Regions from separate parts of the Mus musculus genome. Here regions 1 and 3 are each linked to region 2. The links are chromatin contacts, called in public Hi-C and HiChIP or PLAC-seq maps. All regions are on one chromosome and are shown on one strand. The core of a region is the stretch at or near the end of the contact, and the rest is flanking DNA. Distances in the headings are between cores, read along the strand shown. Region 1 overlaps Gm30248 (a long non-coding RNA gene). Region 2 overlaps Gm29260 (a long non-coding RNA gene). Region 3 has its middle 150 kb from the start of 4930448I06Rik.

Region 1 (4,363 bases), core at 1,495-3,994, 820 kb before region 2:
GACACACACACAGACACACACACACACACACACACACACACACACAGACACACACACAGACACACACACACACACACACACACACACACAGACACACACACACACAGACACACACACAGACACACACACACACAGACACACACACAGACACACACACACAGACAAACACACACACAAACACACACACACACACACACACACACACACACACACACACACACACACAAGCTTATTTTTAATATGCTTTTTAGTTCAATGGCCAGGCACTTCTAAACCTCTTGTGGCTAACATGCCCTTGCCTTCACTCCCAGCTCAATACCTCTAAATCTGCCCTCAACTTGTTGCCTGGTTATCTTCTCCTTGTTCAGCACCCTAAATTTGTCCTCAGCTTACTTGTGCTCCTAATCTCCTGCCTGCTAGCTACTCTAGTACCAGTCAGGCAAGCAGCCAATGGCCACTCCACCTGAGATCTCCCATGACTGGTGGCTCTCTCTCCCTCTGAAGCATGGTGAATTTTCTTTTCCTCTGGTGTCTCCTAGCCTGTCTGTGGAAATCTGGAAGCCCTGCATCTTCCTCCCAGCCATTGGCTGCTAACATCTTGCTTCATCAAGCAAGAACCAATTGGGGAACAGGACCTTCAGCTCTCATGCGCAGATTCCCGATCAAAGCATCAGAATGACTCCCTACAGTTACTGAACAATTTTAAGCCAGACTTGTGGTAGAAGAAGGATAGGTCGCTTGAATGTCTAAATATATTTACCGCTTTGTGGACAAATCCCATGACAAGATATGTGTGTGCAGTTGCTCCTGGTAAGGTGCACTGGCTCTTGTAGTTTGAATGTGAATGTATCCTGCAGGTTCTGTGGTTGAATAATTGGGTCTTCGTCTTGTGGTGCCATTTGAGAAAGTTAGAACTTTTAGGCAGTGGAACCCTGCCCAGAAGGAGGAAGTGCGTCAATATAGGTGGGGCTTGGAGCGTTTAAAGCTTGTTCCCACTTCCTCATTGCTTTCTGTTGCTGGATTGACGATGCAATGTGAGCCAATGGCCTTGATCTAGTTGCCAGGCCATGATGGACTAGTGTCTACCCTGGAACATATAAGGCATAGAAAACCCATTCTCTTTTAAATTACCTGTGCGAGGGCATTTTGCCACAATAACAGAAATGAGACTTTACAAAGAAAGCTTTTGCAGGTTGAAAACGTTGTAAGCAAAATCAAGGAAGAATTTCTGTAGCCATATATTTAAACTTGTCCATAGTTATAAGCAGAAGCTGATTTTCTTAAAGGTTCCATTGGAAGAAAGGATTCTTAAGCAGCATGCTGTCCCAATTCCAAATGGCTGGAGGTGCTGCTTAGGAGCTCAGGGTGATGTCACCTTCAGTGTGCTTGCTTCCGTGGTGTGGGCCAGGCTGATGAAAGAGTTTCCCTAGAGGTGCTGAGCCTTGCTGCTGCTTCTGAGTGATGTGAGAGTTGTTGCCATGGGGATTAGAAAGCTCCTAAGGGGCCTGGACTTTGAAAGTTCTTCTAAGTTTAGAGACAGTAAAGAAGTGGAAATACTGAAATTTAAAATTAAATAGTTAAGCACACTGCAATATATGCTTAATGATAACATATATTTAAATTAAACATAATCAAAACAAATACTTTAAATTACAAATCAAACCTTCCCAGATCATTAAAGCTGCCTATTTTTTACAGGCAACTGAAACCTATATTTAAGAGCTTCCATTTTCTTCAAATATTAATTGAATTTTCTTTCAAAGCTACGGATGGAACCCAGGGTCTCAGTCACGTATGTAGTCAAGAACTTTACTATGGAACTTGAACCCCAAAGAATTAATTTTAAGGCAAATATTACTTCTGATAAGGCCAATATTTCTGGCTCAGAAGTTAAGAGGACTAGCTGCTCTTTCATGAGGACCAGAGCTTAGATCCCTGCACCCATGTTAAGAAGATTACAGACACATATAACCACAGCTCAGAGGGATCTAATGTACTCTGTGCCTTCTGTGGGCACCTTCATACACATGTGCTCACACACTTGCCCAGACACATGCACACTATATAAAGAAAATTAAATTAAAATCAAGAAGCAGTAGTATATCTCTTTTGACATGATTATCAACAGGGAAGGAGCTAGTTCCATCTCCAGGTTCAGAGTGTGATGCAGTCAGTCCTGGGCCCTTCATTCTCAGCTTGTTAATGCCCTCTGAAATAGAAAATTGATTTTTTTTTTTTTATTAAAAACCAGAGAAGTGATGTCAGGGTCTGAATTCATTCCAGTCAAGTCTATTTAGAGCAGTGGTTCTCAACCTTCTTAATGTTGCAAACTTTTAATACAGTTCCTCATGCTTTAGTGACCCCCCCCCCTTAATCATAAAATTATTTTGTTGCTACTTTATAACTGTGATTTTGCTACGGTTATGAATTTTAATGCAAATCTTGGTTGTCTTTGATGGTGTTAGGCGACCCCTGTGAAAGGGTCGAGACCCACAGGTTGAGAACCACTGATTTAGAGCCTTCTTTGTTTTTGTTTTTCTAATCTAGGAAACCTGAAAGAACAGAGGTCCACTGTCAGCATTTGCACAGGAGGAAGTATTTCGAAGCCCCCATCACCTCGTCTGGCCTTATAGACCTGCTGATGAGGAAGGCCTTCTGCTCCCCTCCCCCAACCCTCTCCTCTTTCCATCTCTTGCCTAAAGGCTGCTCCGTTTGGGGGACTGTGCCCAAGGTGCTGCATGGTCGACCGACCGACCCCAGAGAAAGGCAGGCATCATCATCTCAGCTGCTCCCTCTGCTCTAAGGACCGGGGACTAGGAACATTCTGGCAAGAGAAGGGAGGGGGGGCCAAGCTTGGAGTCACACATGGCTGCATTTCGTATGGCAAGGCTTTCTTGTTTGTGCTTTCTTCCTATGGAAAAAAAAAAGGCTCTGGAAGGGGCCTGGGGAGCCAGATCAAATGTTCAAATGTACTGGCAGGGAGCCAAGGCTCAACTTCTCTGCCAGGAACTCCACGTTCTCAAGTCTTCACTGCTGTTGAAACTGATCGGGAAGGTTAATGAGATTAATATGGCCAAACACTGTGGGCTTCTGGGAAGCAAACAGCCAGGTAGGGAGGCCCAGTGTTGGACCAAGGTGGCTGGAAATAAGGTATACAACCCACTCCTAGAAAAGCTTGAGTGTTTTTACCGGACAATCCCTGTGCCGGGGCTGGCGAGGGAAGCGCACAGAACTCTACGTCATTGCTGAGGGTGAGTGAGTGACCTGGTCGGTTTTCATCTCACCAGCTCTGCCTAGCACTTGCCACCTATGTAGTTCCCCTAGTGACTTTTTTTTTTTTTTTTGCAAAAGAGTTTGAGTGTTTCATGAAAAATGGTGAAATAACACAGCCATGGGGGGGGGGGGAATCCAACTGGGCATGGGACAGAAAGTTGAAATGTCTCTATTGCGGGGACATGCCTTGAATAGATTTTTGAGCAAAGAGGAGAAGAGAGTTTTCTCTCTCTCTCTCTCTCTCTCTCTCTCTCTCTCTCTCTCTCTCTCTCCCTCTCTCTCTCTCTGTATTTATGAATATTTAAAAATGATATATAAGTGGAAGGACATGAAGGAAGAAGAAGTTTGGGTAAATCTATAAAACCGCCACAATTTATGAAGAGTTTAAAAGGCAATTTCTTTTAAAGGGGCAAATTCCTAATTTCCCACATAAAAGTATGGGAATTGAATGGTAAATCCTTCTCCACCGACAAGCCCTCTGAAAGAGGCATGAAAAAGAGTTACTGTTCCCGTCCATTCATGCCTCCTGAAAGCCATGGATGTGACACTCACTGCCCCGGAGCACGCAGCCTGTGGTTTCAAAGCTGCCGGGTGACTTCTCAGAAATGATCTATTGTGGCGCTTTGTTTCGTCCGGGTCACCCTCGTTTTGTTCTGCGAGGGCTGTGTTACTCTTCTGCCATTAATCCACCCTGTCTTCTCTTCTCTATTCAGAGGCACATTTCACTCCTCATCGTGCCCAGAGCGGGGATGAAGTGTCTGAGAAAGGCCTAGTGCTCTGCATGGCAGAGAGGGAGAGAGAGAGGGAGAGAGAGAGAGAGAGAGAGAGAGAGAGAGAGAGAGGAAGAAAGGAAGGGAAGCCATTTGAGGAGTAGCCAGGGTGGAAAAGGGAGTATTGGGTGGTGGCTTCATCCACTCAAGTGGACTCCAGGGACTCAGCTACACAGCTTTTGCATCTCTGGGGAAGGGGCATCCTGACACAGATCTCATGGGAGATTGTCCTTATTTTTCATCTTTGGCTTGATCTGCTCACTCATAGTTTGACAAATACAGACTACATGTAGCTCAAGGGTTGGCAGGCTGGAATGGAC
Region 2 (4,338 bases), core at 673-3,172:
TTATTTTATGAAGGCTTAACTAGAAGACCTCTCCCTATTCAAGAAGAAAGAATATTTTTCTACCAAGGATCTTACAAGCTCAAAGGCCATTTAACTTAGCTTAGCCATCTGGTTTATTTTGCATTAAAGGAACTTCTCATTTAATTTACCAGTCTATAATAGGTAACTTTTTCAATATGGAGCTAAAGGTCACTATTATATGTAAGGAAAATTAAGCCGACGTTCTCAGTTGCCTTACAGTTCTCTTAGTTCAACTATGCCAATAAATGAACATGTACAACAAGCCGAAGGGCTTTTTATTACAAATTTAATTCATTTCTCTAGACAACTGTGAAATTTGCCATTGACATCAGTCATTACCCCAAGGCGAACTAAAAGATGATCTCAGTTAATAAATGGTCCTTAACAAGGAACGCTCCCATCTCCTGTGATATTGGCACAGGCACATTTTATTAATGCAGGGCTTGCTTCCTGCCAGAACACCAGCATTCACGACTATTTGGTGTGCATGTTTCCTCTTCCTGCTCCTGATATTAATAATTATACAACAGGATAATTAGCAACACAAAGAGACAGTACTATGAGCTTGAAGCTAGATTTTCAGCGCGTTAACCTTCTGGGAAATAAAGAACAGAAGCATAGAGTCGAGCCAAATAACCAATGCAGGTTGATTTCACAGTGTGTAAAAGGCTAATTATCTGTGAAAAGTCTGACCTCAAGTAACAGAATTACAGAAATGTTCATGCATTTTTATTTTAAATAAAACTCAAAGACATTACTTCAGCATCCTAAGGAAATCTGCATAGTCAAGGCACGAGGGAAGACATTTGAAACTTAAACAAAAATAAACTCTGTAGGGTGTGATAGTGTCTGGACATAAATGTTACTGATAGATCCAGGCACCTGAGATTACAGGAAAAAAAAACCAAACAAAAAAAAAAAAAAAAAAAAAAAACCTCATGCATCTTTTCCTACTCTCAGCACACAGCCATCATGATGGGGGGTGGGAACCTCAGTATGCGACAGAAGTAGGTTAAGTGTATTTTGTTTACTGAAGACAGGCTACCATAAAAAAGAGAAAATATTACTACTTCTTTACAGGTACCATATGTAATTCATTCTGATATAGGAATATTTATCCACTAGCAGTAATAACAAACTACAATTTTTGTCATGAAAAAAATAAATTGTATTTGCAAAAAGCAAACACATTACAGACTGTGTAAAAACGCAACATTCCCATTTTCTAGTCAGAGTTCCAATTTATTGAAGTAACAGAGCAGAAAATGCACTGACAGCTGTTACATTTTATTGCGAATTAGTATATAGGTTTTATATCCAGTGAGCAAACGCATGATACATTGTATTCCAGTAATTGCCAGTGGCTTTCAAAATGGAAACAGGATGATCTCAGTGCAATTATGCTCAGGAGAGCACACAGAACAGTCCCCAGCTCCACACTGCAATACTTTAACAATACTAACATTAAGTATATTTATTTCCTTTTAGTTTCCCCAAAATTAAAGATCAAAGAGGTCAAGCTGGATTCAAAAGCATCAGAGGTATTTTTCAACTGCTATATGTGACCCCCCTCATCCCACAGTACAATTTTTTTGATTTAAGTCCATGTAGTAGGATATTGTAGTTCAGGATTCCAGGAAGGTCAAACACCTCCTCCCTCCTCCCATCTCCTCTCTCTGGGTATATTGTATCATTATTTTACTTCTGGGATGTTTCCTCTGTTTCTCTCTTGGCCCCAGAATGTAAGGGGTTAAGAGACGTGAACAGGGTTAAGTTTTGGCATGCTTTAGGAAATGAGCTGTATGCCCCTGGACTCCTCTTTACTCAAAACAGACAGATCGTTTTAGACTCCTTTCCTGTTCTCCCCCAGTAGCTGTTCTTTCTCGCACATGACCATTAGCTACAGTCCTGGGGAAAGAGCCATTTGTTTTCATAAGTGTTAACTCGGATTTCATGGCTCGCCTTACTAATTCTTAGGACTACAGAATTACAGGTACATGCGCTGCAACCTTCTAACCACTCTTCCAGTCAGTTCTCATTTATATGAAGCAAAATTTTGCATATCCTAAGAAGTCTATTTTCCCCTGTTTTTGCAAACCTTTATAACCCACTTCAATTGCTTGGCACCTCCTCCTCTGACGCCTTCCCCACCATCCATCTCTGCTGGAGCCTTCAATAAATCCGGCTGTCTCCTCCCCTCTAGTGGTTGCCAGCCAGCCTTGCAACAGAGAAGCTGGGACTGCAGAGCTCATACATAGAGGGACACTTGTGCTCTTTTTTTTTTTTTTTTTTTTTTTTTTTTTTTTTTTGATTGAGAGAAAAGTGGGGTGGGGTGTGGGGTGGGGATAAACCCAGCAGTCTATCACCGCAGAAATAAAATTTAGCAAGCATTTAAAAGGATATTCTAGCAATGTCTACGGCTTCATCAACACCAACCTGCTGACATAGATTCGCGATCCCAGTCTGTTATTAGTGATTGAATTAATATCGTGTCACAACTTGTATCTGGTTTAATAAAAGAAACCCACGAATACAAGAAAATTGTGAAAAGCACTTAATAGGACTTTCCCCAGCCAAGGCTGGAAGGGAAATTCCATGCAGCTAGAACAACAAAGATCAAGGGCCATGCTCCTTACACCTGGCAAGGTTGTCCCAGGGCAGCTCAGGAGTCCCTTCATAGAACTCAAAGCGTGAATGCAGCATGGCCCCTGTAGAAGCCGTCATCAAAAGCAACAATAGCTACAACAGAAAACTAATGATGTTTGTCACCCTCGTGTCAGAACTGGTGGTGTAACAATAAAGAAGCCGGTGGTGCCCTTTGCCACTACAGTAGCCACTTTAAAAAATAAAATAAAACAAAAGTGATAGCTCAGCTTTCCTCGCCTCTCTCAGCTGGTTTTAACCACATAGAAATGCGCAAAGTTATCCACAAGGAAGCGACTCTGCTTAATCTTAATAAGAGATCCAAAATACTGGCCCTTCTTGCTTGCCTGCTAAAGTATTGATATCATGGATTTGTGAGTTTTAGTATTTCTAAATAAAGTATCAATTTTTTTCTCTCTACAGACACAATATACAGATAAAGTTTATTATCCCAGGTAGATTTTCTTTCACTTAATTGAAAATGAAATATTAATATATAGTTCTGCTCAAATTTAATCATGCTAAATTTAGTGAGGTTTCCTCACATGGTGTGAAAAATGACTAATGTAGAGTATATCCTAACTACAACTACTAGGGTCTAGTGACCAACATTCCCTACTGAATTCTTTGGTAAAAATAGGATCCAAAGACACACACGGCCTATTCTTAACAATTGTTAAGTGCGTTCCCCTAATACATGCCCCCCCCCCCCACAGAACAAAACAAAAAAATACCTGTTTTTGTTTAGTGTAATGACTAAGGAAATAAACTTTTCGGGGAGATTAAGTATTGATCTGAAGAAAATAAAGTGATTATTTTTAAACATTTAAGAAAGTTCAAAAAATTAAAGTTGATATTAATATTGAATATCATTACATTTTCAGTAGCATAACAAATGTGTACAGATACAGTGTAGAGGTAAGTCTGAGTTCTCCTTTAGATCCCACTATGGACTCTGTCCAAATGTCTGCAGGCAGCTGGCTAGGGAAAATGAAGTATGCTTATCTCCCGCTTCACTGAAAGGGGTCCTGCAGGGCCTGATAGGATCTCAGCGGAGACTGAAGTGAGCTGCTTCCTTGGAGACTGCATTAGAGCTGAGCGAATGTGTAGAACTGGAGCTTGGGGGAAATAAAATAAATCAGATATGGAAAGACGTACATGATCTGTCACAATAGACTTCTAAAACGTGAAATCAATGAGGAATCTGAAGGATGGTAATTTCTCCTCTAACCATGCAGCAGAAGAGACACTTTTCTTATCTTATTTTGGTCTTGCTGAGTTTTGATTTGCCCAACCCAAAGGCTCCCACCATCTTGACAGAGAGACTTAACTAAATCATGTAGTAAATACTGACAGAACATAGGCGGATCTTTTCTGAAACAAGGAAACTTTGAAGCTCTGAGAGACTTTACATGAGAGTGGATTTATCAGTTTCAGAATCCCTGCAAATTTCCTGTTTGGAGGACTAATAGCACTATTGGGTGTGTGAATGAGGACCTATGCTAATCTATTCCTTTACAGAAAAAAAAATACAAAAGACAAAAGTGTCTGATACTTCTAAAACAATGATTCTAAGTCTCAAGGAAGAAAAGTAGCCACAAAATTAATAATCACAAAGTGAATTAGCATCACTGAAGATATAAGTAAGAAGTGTCCCTACTTACAGCTGACCAT
Region 3 (4,770 bases), core at 1,254-3,753, 780 kb after region 2:
GAGTGGACTTGGAAACTTGATACAGTGATTCACTGTTGCAGGGACAAAGGAGACATCATTTTGGGTTATTTTGGAGAAACTACTAGAACACGATTGGCTTAAACCACACTAAGATCATCTCATTGTCCTCTGGGTCTTCAGAGCAGCCCCATTAGGCTGCCTAGTTTGTGTTCTGAAAGAAAATCTGATTCCAACATTTTCTTTTTTTCAAACAAATATTTTGGTCAAATTTGAAAGCATCCTGGCCTGTTAGGTAAAGAATGTGATAGAAAAAAAATGGAGGAAAGTAGATATTTCCACCTTCTTCACGTAAAGCTGGCCAATAGCCACCTGGGGTTTCGCAGTCAACATGAGATGTACTACTCTGCAAAGTGTATACCCATATCTCCAGAACCTGCCACCACGGGCATGTTGGCGGGACTGTATAAGGCCAGAAGCAACCCAACTATCCTCAGAACTGACTTGCTCAGTGTTCTCAAAGCTACTTTTAAGGAGCAAGATGAATTTACAGTTAATTTTTAAGGTATACATTACCCGGGCACCTGAGCACACTAACAACCCCTAAGGTGTTCATTAGTCAGGCACAGAGACTGAATTTAATACCAAGAATTTTGACCCCCTCCTTGGCAACCCACCGATGTCTAGGAGGCCTGAACACACACACACACACAAGTGTGTGTAAGAGAGTGTGTAGTGTATGATGCTTTAAATGAAGGAGGTATCTGGCATAGTAGTAAATCCTGCCACCTCTTTGGTGAGTGTCATAGATGGTTAGGAGAGGTAGCCTAGAGGGGCCATTTATCCTTGTGCTTCCTCCCCCTTTCCTGCCTGATCAATTTTTATCATTCTTGAAAGGTTTAATTAAAGAAGTTTTGAACCAAAAATATGCAGTCTAGCCCTAAAAGGGGGGCATATGTCATCTAAAAATAAAAGAGCTTTCAAAACTCAGGTGAAGTGCTCTCTCCTGGCCTCTCTTGCTCTCTTGCTCTCCAGTGCTCTCTCTCCCCTTCCTCCACCTCTCTCTCCTCATCCCTCCCTCTCCAACTCTTCCTCTCTCCCTTCTCTTCTTTTCTGTCTCTCTCCTCTTCCCAGTCTGTCTCAGGCAAACAGCTATATTAATAGTCAGCTCATAACCACATCATTTTGCGAACAGTCACACGGCTAAATTTAAATGCAAGGCACTGCTGCCACAAATTCTACAGTATCTTTATAATCTTGTGTTTAAATACTTGTATTTGTAGAGCATCTTTGATCCCAGATAGGGGATTATGACCAGACAGAGCCTGCTGCCATCCAACCACCCTCCCCCAAACTCCCAGGAGGCTCTGGTAGATCCCACCTGACCCCTCTCCCCTGGGGAAAACTGAGCAAATCCCCCAAGCCTGAGTTCCAAACTTAGCTTTTAGGCTCACAGGTGAGTTGGTTTCAGAGCATGTTGCTCTTTTTAACTGGATACAAAAAAAAAAAAAAAAAAAAACCCAAAAAATAAAAAACAAAAACCCACACACACACAAGAGTTTGTGTAAGGGGGGGGGGGCGGTCAAACCTGGCTAGCCCAGGGAGTTTCCAACCACTGTCTGGTTTTTAGTGTCCACAAAGACCTCTTCCCTCCCCCAAGCACACATCCATTCACTGGGAGCTAATTATGCAAATATATACTAACTCGGCTTAGTTTCCTCCCTAGACTTCCTTCCCACTCCCTGCGTGCTAGCATGGGTGCTGACAGTGTTTTGGAAGAGTTACTAAATAGCTGGAAGGCTTTCTGAATATATCTATCCTGGCCTGTCAAAGCTAGAACAGCAACGGTCCATCTGGGCCTGGAAGACAATTTCCATGGTGTAAAACACTCTTTCAATTCTCTCCTACCATAGACAACCAGCTGGTACTACAGCGAGACAGCCAAATCCACTGTGCCTAGACCTGGCCTGCAAGCTTCCCAGTGGCCTGGGATGACCCTGAGCCCAGTCTCCAGAACACTGAGTGGAATTGTCACTGGAGCAAAAGCAACTGATAGGGGTGCTGCTATAGAGCCATCTATGCCGGGAGGGGTGACTTATTGCAGGGTATTCAAAACAGTATAAAAATTGCTTTAAAAAAAAAAAGAAAGTCTTTTATTTTTCTTTTGACTTTCTGGCTATTAAGCCCAGGAAAGTATTTTGAGGGGGAAAAATTCCCCCCCCCCGCCCCCCAACCAAATGCCTCACTTTTCAAATGTCTATCTTAAGCAGAAGCCCTATCTGGCACTTATGTGTTGTGTGACTCTGTAGACCATTATAAAATCCAAGCAGCTTTTGAATGTGGATGTGAAGGCAGCATGGAGGAAGTTGTTTGTTGCCTGGGGGAGTCCTGGGATTCTGCACACCCATTTCTTCTAAAAACAGTCTGTGACTGCTTCAGTCCCAAGCGCCCCCTCTTGCTTCCACAAGATTGCATCGCCTACCGTCATGGGCATGTGATTTGTATTGGCAATGGTGTTAGCACCATAACAAACTATCCAGTGCTGCACTCCTCAGAGCATATTCCTGTTGCTAGGTGACCCATGACTGAATTCACAAGCCAGGAGGATGAAGTGATCCACTCCTTCCTCAGACATCGTCACCCATTCTGTATCTTCTAGGCAAGATGAGAAGTGACGTCCTTCCACAAACCTTGCTGGGAGGGTGGTTTAGGTTCAATTCTTAGTAAGGAGTCACAAACAACACACTGTCATCTATGAGTGGAAACCATCAGGCTCTGTGCTTGGTTGCCATTCTTGAATTTGAGGTCATGACCTGGGAAAGCAGAAAGGGCTAAGATGAAACCTGGCAACAGGCAGATCAGAGCATCACACAGGCCATGGGTCAAATTGGTCAAGGAGAACAAAAACAACAGAGAAAGGAACAATGAGAGAGTCTGTTCAGGTGAGAGTTCAAAGGAGTGAGAAAAGTTCCATTTGTGATCCAAGGAGATCAGCTGTAATATCCAAGAAGAAAGCGAATTCAATTCAGAAGGACCTTGAATGGCAGAAGTAAAGCTTGTGCCTCTAATAACCAACACTAACAGTCTCTCTCTCTCTCTCTCTCTCTCTCTCTCTCTCTCTCTCTCTCTCTCTCTCTCTCTCTCCTACAGCCTCTGTTTTTTATCAGGGCCACACAGAGTTGGTATGTCACAAGAAGTCAACCACAGAATGTCCTGGCAAAGTCTTAGCTCTATTGTTCTAAGCATCTCGGAAGCATCTGGCTGATGTTCAAGGACCAGGTGTCTAAGGAGGTAGATAAGACTTTGTCTCCATGGCATCTGGCTTGGCAAGCTTCGGACAATCTTACCAGGGCTAGGAGACAATCAAAATACCCAAACAATACACAGTAGTTTCTTCATAAGCTTGGCAAAACTGGACAGGACTTTGTCCTTTTCTACTGTCTAATATAAATCCACCACCACTAACAAGTAGGAGGGACTCAACATGTTCAAGGAGAACCTAACTCATGCATTATCAGGACAACAGCTGGGCTTGCCTCTGCACTCTGGCTACATCTCTACCTTAGCAAGATGTGGTCGAGGTTGACAGTGTCCATGAGTCACCCTAAATCCCTTCTGATTTTAGTGATGTGCCAAGGATGGGAGGTTGGGATTAGTTCACTCAAGTTAACGTTGCCAATGTCTCTAAACTATGGTGTCCCTACTCAACTCTGCTCATTCAGGCATAGTCTAGAACATTCCTCTTTCTTCCCATTAATTAGCTAATTTATTCAGTTTACATCCCAGTCACAGCCCTCCCTTCTGTCCCCCCCCCCAAAAAAAAAACACATAGTCTCTCCTTCCTTCCCCCACTCCCCTTCTCTTCTGAAAGGGAGGGATCTCCCCTTACCCTGGCCCATCAAGTCTCTGAAGGGTTAGGCACATCCTCTCCCACTGAGGCCAGGCAAGGAAGCCCAGTTAATGGAATGGATTCCACAGACAGGCAACAGCTTTAGGGACAGCCCCTGTTCCAGTTGTTGGGGGACCCACATGAAGACCAAGCTGCACATCTGCTAAATATGTTGCCTGGGGCCTTGCCAGCATGTGCATTCTCTTTGGTTGGTAGATAGGTCTCTGAAAGCTTTCAAGGGTACACGTTTCTTGACTCTGCTAGTCTTCCTATGAAGTTCCTATCATTCTTTTAAGGGAAGCGATTTCCCTGGCACAAGACAGCTCTGATGTCCGCAAACAATACATGTCAGAGTCCAGTCTGATTGACATAGGCTTCCAGTTAGCCAAACCACAAAACTGCTTTGATTTGCAGCATTCTAGTTCAATGCTAATTACAAATACCCTGCACTACCACAGTACATGGTCTGGGTCTGACCAATTCTCAAATATTAACAGACAAAGTGTAAGTGGCACTGTAACATTTGCAATCAATTAGGAGTATGTATAGAAATTGAAAATACCTGTAACTTAGACCCAGGATTCCATTTGTATGCATTTAAACACAGAGATGTTTCAGTGCACCCTTGAAACAAATACACAAATACAGCTGCTCTATTCACAACAGCAGAAAATATGGAAGAACAGTACGTCAATGCCCATGATCATCAAAATGGATTAGTGAATTAGGAAACATTCATGCAATGACAAATTACTAAGTTTTTTCCAGGACTAAGGGTTTTGTGGAAACACATACAACTTTGTGTACTAAAAACAATTCTCCAGCTGATGGTGCAGGCAAAGACATCGGGAGCTGCCACCCCACCATAAAAATTAAGAAGCAGAAGTAATTTTTGTTGTTGTTTTTGTTCTTAGAAACTTTCT

Evidence for each region. Hi-C and Micro-C count contacts between places; a contact is called where the count stands out from the background. HiChIP or PLAC-seq counts read pairs in DNA pulled down with a chosen protein or histone mark.
Region 1: an H3K4me3 HiChIP or PLAC-seq map of embryonic forebrain shows a contact between it and region 2, with 5 times the contacts expected there. The contact joins two enhancer-like sites. A contact is called at or near these places in 7 of 115 datasets of contacts at active chromatin or transcription factors (differentiating embryonic stem cells, embryonic basal ganglia, embryonic forebrain and 4 more).
Region 3: a Hi-C map of cerebral cortex shows a contact between it and region 2, with 4 times the contacts expected there. The contact joins two enhancer-like sites. A contact is called at or near these places in 2 of 484 Hi-C or Micro-C datasets (cerebral cortex and cortical neurons) and 2 of 115 datasets of contacts at active chromatin or transcription factors (astrocytes and forebrain).

The regions. Positions count from the first base shown.
Region 1 is chr1:42,628,537-42,632,899 of GRCm38.p6, reverse strand. Gm30248 (a long non-coding RNA gene) reads left to right here. Exons shown (of 3, transcript XR_373380.2): 2 at 2,548-3,251. Among named protein-coding and RNA genes, the nearest start is that of Gm30248, 9.0 kb to the left of the region's middle. Within about 2 kb of position 2,744, at least 32 of the 459 cell types and tissues checked have an H3K27ac peak or open chromatin away from gene starts, as enhancers often do. A contact at or near this core is called in embryonic forebrain and oligodendrocyte precursor cells, where this site is marked.
Region 2 is chr1:41,808,390-41,812,727 of GRCm38.p6, reverse strand. The region is part of intron 1 of Gm29260 (a long non-coding RNA gene); the gene reads right to left. Among named protein-coding and RNA genes, the nearest start is that of Gm29260, 68 kb to the right of the region's middle. Within about 2 kb of position 1,922, at least 42 of the 459 cell types and tissues checked have an H3K27ac peak or open chromatin away from gene starts, as enhancers often do. A contact at or near this core is called in cerebral cortex, cortical neurons, embryonic forebrain and 1 more, where this site is marked.
Region 3 is chr1:41,024,779-41,029,548 of GRCm38.p6, reverse strand. No RefSeq gene overlaps it. Among named protein-coding and RNA genes, the nearest start is that of 4930448I06Rik, 150 kb to the left of the region's middle. Within about 2 kb of position 2,503, at least 34 of the 459 cell types and tissues checked have an H3K27ac peak or open chromatin away from gene starts, as enhancers often do. A contact at or near this core is called in cerebral cortex and cortical neurons, where this site is marked.